Regions from separate parts of the Danio rerio genome. Here region 1 is linked to region 2. The links are chromatin contacts, called in public Hi-C maps. All regions are on one chromosome and are shown on one strand. The core of a region is the stretch at or near the end of the contact, and the rest is flanking DNA. Distances in the headings are between cores, read along the strand shown.

Region 1 (2,700 bases), core at 199-2,698, 41 kb after region 2:
TTACATTAAGACAGAAATTACGTTTATTGGTGAATTTTACCTTTTAAATACAGTATGTGACACTTTTAACACCATTTGGAGGTGTCCATGTTGCTGAGCAAGGTACAGTTGTTGAATTATCAGCCCCACTGAATTATTAGCCCCCTGTTTATTTTTTCCTCCAATTTCTGTTTAATAGAGAAATTGATGGAGAAAATTCAACACATTTCTAAACAAATAATAACATTATTTCTAAATAGTTTTAATAACTCATTTCTAATAACTGATTTATTTTATCTTCACTATGATGACAGTAAATAATATTTGATTAGATATTTTAAGACACTTCTGTACAGCTTAAAGTGACATTTAGAGGTTTAACTAGGTTAATTAAGTTAACTAGGCAGGTTAGGGTAATTAGGCAAGTTATTCTATGACAATGGTTTGTTCTGTAGACTATTAATATATACCTTAAAGGGGCTAATAATGTTGAACTTAAAATGCTTTTTTAAAAATTAAAAACTGCTTTTGTTCTAGCCGAAATAAAACAAATAAGACTTTCTCCAGAAGAAAAAATATTATCAGACATACTGTGAAAATGCCCTTGCTCTGTTAAACATCATTTGGGAAATATTTAAAAAGGAAAAAAAATCAAAAGAGGCTAATAATTCTCACTTCAACTGTATATAAACAATGTGAAGACTATATTATAATTAGCTGAATCATAGAAAAGCTGAATAAAGATCATGTCTAGGGTCGAACCAGGATTGCAATCTTTTTTTGATAAATCACACAGCCTTCGTTGCCATAATTTTGCATCATTTTTATAGATAAAAAACCCAGATAACATGTTTGAACTTAAATTTTCAAAAAAAAAAATATTTTTAAATCCCAAAATTATATTTCCAACATCAAGTCACAAGTTTTCAGAGCAACAATGAAAAAAATCAAGGTTCCATATTGCAATTTAAAAAGTCCACAGTAAAAAAAAAAAAAAAAGTATAATATAATATTATTTGGCTGGTCATTATTATTATATTACTTATTTTTTGACTCTGCACAGTACAATGTACGAATTAACATAAAAGGACCGTTCATCTCATGATATTAAACAGAGAAAAAAATAATCAGTAATAAAAATTATGAATTTAATCCTTTTTAAAATAGGTGCACAATTGAAGAAGATAATAAATAAACAAATGCATGCTAGCCATTCAAAAGCATAAATCAATGAACCCCCTTACAACCAATGCCAACATCATTATCATTTTTTTTTTTTTGCAATCACAGTGAGGTTTGCGGTTCCAGAGGTGCTCATTACCGACATTCATATCCTCCTGGCCATTAATAAGTATGAAGAGCCCCCTCTGTAACCCATCTTAGTGGTCATCATCAGTGTACTATATTCACAGCCTTCTTAGGGAGAGTTAATCCATCTCCGCTGCATTGATGCTCAGAGAAACAGAGTCACTTGGGAATGTCTGTCTGGGGCCACAGAGGCTCTATTGCCACAGAATAGGGGGACCAATGGGACACCAATTAACAGAGTCTCAGAGGAGAAAGAAAAGAGAACAAGATGGAGAGAAGGTGAAAGAGGGTTACGGTGAGACTTTTCACTGTTGTGCGAGGCCATTAGTCAAGGAAAGCCCACAGGCCAGCGTTCTGTGACCGCATAGTAAGGTCTGCATATCTAAACTGCTTGATTGATTGTATTGTCACTAAATGTAAACCGTATTATCACCAAGCTGCTGATTGCAACCATAAGGCTTAAAGATATTAGCATATTTTAAACATTAGGATACTGGTTTTCCATAAAGTGGTTTGGAAAACAATGTGTGTTGTTTACAAACTCCATACAAATAGCATTTTAATTGAATTTGAGTATACACATACATAAGGCACACAATGAGGTTTGGTTTAAGTTTAAACACAGGACTGTGTGATGGGTTGTATTTAGTATAAGGATGAACAGTTTACTTGGACCATATGTGTTTGTTATATTTATTTATTGGCTTGATTCTGATTAGGCGTAGGTTTTAAACAGATTAAGGCACTTTTTTTGGTCTTCAATAGAAACATTTTACAATACTAGATATTCCAACATAGGCTCATTCTGAAAACGTAGCCCTATATACATTTCTGGAGATCGTGAATTATGTAGCAAGTACGTATGCCTGGATTTCATCTTTAAAACGAATGCTACGGGCCAGTATGATGCTGTTCCTTTTCGCGCTTACCAGCTAACCACTTACCTCTATGTGGACGCCTTTCCCACTGTTACCAGTTTGTCCAGTAGCTCGACATGTACAGTATCTCTGCGGACTTGAGATGCAGTGATGGGGTTTGAGTTCGGGGAAGAACAGTTCCAGAAAACGGGTAAAACAAAAACAGAAGCCAAAAAATAAAATAAACAACTAAATAACAGTGTGAGAATGTGGTAAAATCTGAAAACAAGGTAAAAATCAGGGGACGGCTTTTCTTTTTCTGAATTGCTTTTTAAAACACAATTGGTTGGGTTTAGGGAAGTGAGTGGGCCAGTCAATCGGTCAGTCAGTCTTTCAGTCAGTTGACTGCGGCTTCCGATGGATTTACGTGAGAAAAGCAGGTGCAAATGCCACTTGCGAAAGTAATTTGAGATCTGAAAAAGTGTACACAGCGGCCTCTGGTGGATTTGCAAAAACAAAAACTGCAAAAAACGTACCTCCTGGGACGTAATTGTGC
Region 2 (2,805 bases), core at 111-2,610:
TTTGTGACATTTTTTCTTTCTTAATTTGAAAGAGTAAATATACTGTGACTATGAAATGCCAAAATAATGCAAAAGCAACATGATGATCATCAAAAGTTCTCTGCACTAAAAGACTGATATTGTTTTAATGGAAAGACCCAATTCCACCAACACATAGTCACTGTATAAGAGAAGTGATGTCTCGTCTTTAGTTGGAGAAAATAAGGCATTCTATCAAAAGGTCTGTTGAAACATTTTGTAAGGTCTCGCAGTCTTTTGTAACTCTTGTGATGGAAATGGACGCACAACATATGACAATGTGAGAAAAAAGGAACTTGTGTCATATTTACATTTTTTATTTTCTGCATGGACATTTGATTATGTATTGTTCCTAAGTCTGGTGTTCTGGGAAAGGGGTGTTTTTTTTTTGTTTGCTATGTGTAACGTGAAAAACAAATTTAATAAACCTTTTAAAAAAGTTCTCTGCACTTTATAAAAAAAAACAATATTTTAACAGAACTTTTTTCCCAATATCAGTTTGTACTTCACCTCTAACCGTAAGTGGCAATGCCCATCCCTAAAAACAAGTTCTTTCAAGAATAATACTTACAGGTTGATTTATTTGTAGATTAGAGAGTCTGGGAACATTTCACCTCATTTTGAATCACTTCTAACCAAACACCTAAACAAAATTCTTCTTGCCTTATTTATTTTAGTTGAAATTTGTTGGAATTTTTACTTAAATCAGCCAAACTGACTACTAAAAAGAATACGGTAAAATTTGTACAACTAAAAACAATTAGTTCAAATCCTATTAAATTCAGTCAAAATAACAAAAGCATTTGTTGTCAAGACTTTTTGTTATATAATTTTTCACAGTGAAGTATTTAAGCACTTTTTCTCCTCTTTAAAAAAGAGGAATTAGAGGGAGAATTCAGGTATAACATTTCTTTATACAAGTAATATGTGCATATACAATAGTAGAGATTTGAGCTGCAGCCTTATTTAGATCAAAAACAATGCATAGCTGAAACAAAAAGGTCGTATGTCTGAATTAGCACAGCATCATGCTAGAAAATTTGTCAGGTCAAGGCTACAGACTGACCTTCTGTCTATATATTTTAGCTGTCCGAACTGATGCCCAATCAGCCAACACCCCTTGGCTGCTTTTAACAAGATAGATGAACAGCCTGGTCACTATGCCTCTGTGTCATTTGAGTCACCGGGAGCCAATCCAGACAGAGTCCCGGCCAGCACATGCTTTAGCCTCGCATCTGCACGTTCGTCCCGGTATCCCAAACTTCACTCTACCTATGACATTTTAGCACCAGAGCAGTTGAGGCCAGGGCTTTCATAGCTGTGAAATCTGATACACTGCTTGCAGAAGTGACAAGCACCGAAACACCCAATGCCCTCTCTGCCAGTTTAGGCCCTGCTGAGTCACTGCCTCTATTTAAACCAGCTGGAGAAAGCATGGCATGTCTCATGGGTTTATTATTAATACGGCCACTGCAAGGCATTGTTTAATGCACTTCAGCACATTTATGAAGACTTTAGAAATCAGCGCCCTTTCACACGACACCACTGTCAAATACAAATAGAAAGGTTTCGAAAGTTTAAGGAGGGAGGGAGGGAGAACTCTGCCAACCAATCGGAACACCTAGATTTTAGAAGTACAGGAGACAGCAAATAGAAACAGAAAGGGGAGGAGGGAACAACAGAGCAACACCCCCAGGCATGTAACAGGGTGGCACGGTGGCTCAGTGGTTAGCACTGTCACCTCATAGAAAGAAGGTTGCTGGTTTGAGTCCTGGCTGGGTCAGTTGGCGTTCCTGTGTGGAGTTTGCATGTTCTCCCCATGTTCGCATGGGTTTCCTTACGATGTTTTCCCCATGCACTCTTAATGAATTGGATGAACAAAAATTGGCTCTAGTGAATGAGTGTGTGTCTGTGAATGCAAAATGGTATGGGTGTTGCAAGGGCATCCGCTGTGTAACAGATATAATGGAATAGTTGGCGGTTCATTCCGCTGATCAATAAGGGAGTAAGCTGAAGGAAACTAAATGACTGAAGGAAAGTTTTAATAAAATAAATTAAATTAAAGGGTTAGCCCACCCAAAAAAGAACATGGCGTTTTTAATTACTCACCCTTGTGTGGCTCCAAAGGCCTGAGACCTTTGTCCATCTTCAGTACATAAAAGTTAAGGTGTTTTAGATGAAATCTAAAAGCTCTCTCATCCTCCATAAATAAAAATGCTGGGTTCTACACAATCGATTTGTCTAGGGACAGCATACAAAAATTAATTTATTTTATTAGTTTTTACAAATGTGGATTGGACATTAAACAATCAAGTTGTCAAAACAAAATACCTCAAGAATTTTTTTTCAGCTCATTTTAAATAAGTGTGGCAAACATATATTTTTTATTCTATTAGTTCAACAGGAAAATTATCAAGCTACGAGAATCCTTTTCTGTGCACATAAAACAAAAATAAAAATTTTATTCAACAGTTTCTTCTAATCAGAGAGCGTTCATAAGCACTGTCCAGTGGTGTATAACTGGTTTACCGTGGTTTGAGAAAGTCAATGTTCTAAAAGCGTTAAAATTTTGTTATACCATTTCTACAGTATATGCAAGTTTTTTTTTATTTTACGTGTTTTGACTAACATTTTATTTAGTTTTTGGGGCAACAGTATCTCTAGCAGAAAATGACCCTCCACATCAAAAACTACTGGTCTCTGATTCTTTAATCATCTTAAAATAAATAACTTACACATTAACATCCAAGCAGGCTCTGGACCTGAAGCAGGGGTGTTCAAAGTTGC

Evidence for each region. A called contact is a pair of places that touch in the nucleus more often than the background predicts.
Region 1: a Hi-C map of embryo shows a contact between it and region 2, with 2.1 times the contacts expected there. The contact joins two enhancer-like sites. A contact is called at or near these places in 7 of 18 Hi-C or Micro-C datasets (caudal fin, embryo, hematopoietic stem cells and 1 more).

The regions. Positions count from the first base shown.
Region 1 is chr6:50,676,018-50,678,717 of GRCz12tu, forward strand. The region is part of intron 2 of LOC141386356 (a long non-coding RNA gene); the gene reads right to left. It also overlaps a transcript of phc2b not described here. Among named protein-coding and RNA genes, the nearest start is that of phc2b, 8.6 kb to the right of the region's middle. Within about 2 kb of position 1,449, at least 3 of the 62 cell types and tissues checked have an H3K27ac peak or open chromatin away from gene starts, as enhancers often do.
Region 2 is chr6:50,635,586-50,638,390 of GRCz12tu, forward strand. All of the region lies in intron 4 of LOC141386355 (a long non-coding RNA gene), which reads right to left. Among named protein-coding and RNA genes, the nearest start is that of slc2a1b, 12 kb to the left of the region's middle. Within about 2 kb of position 1,361, at least 12 of the 62 cell types and tissues checked have an H3K27ac peak or open chromatin away from gene starts, as enhancers often do.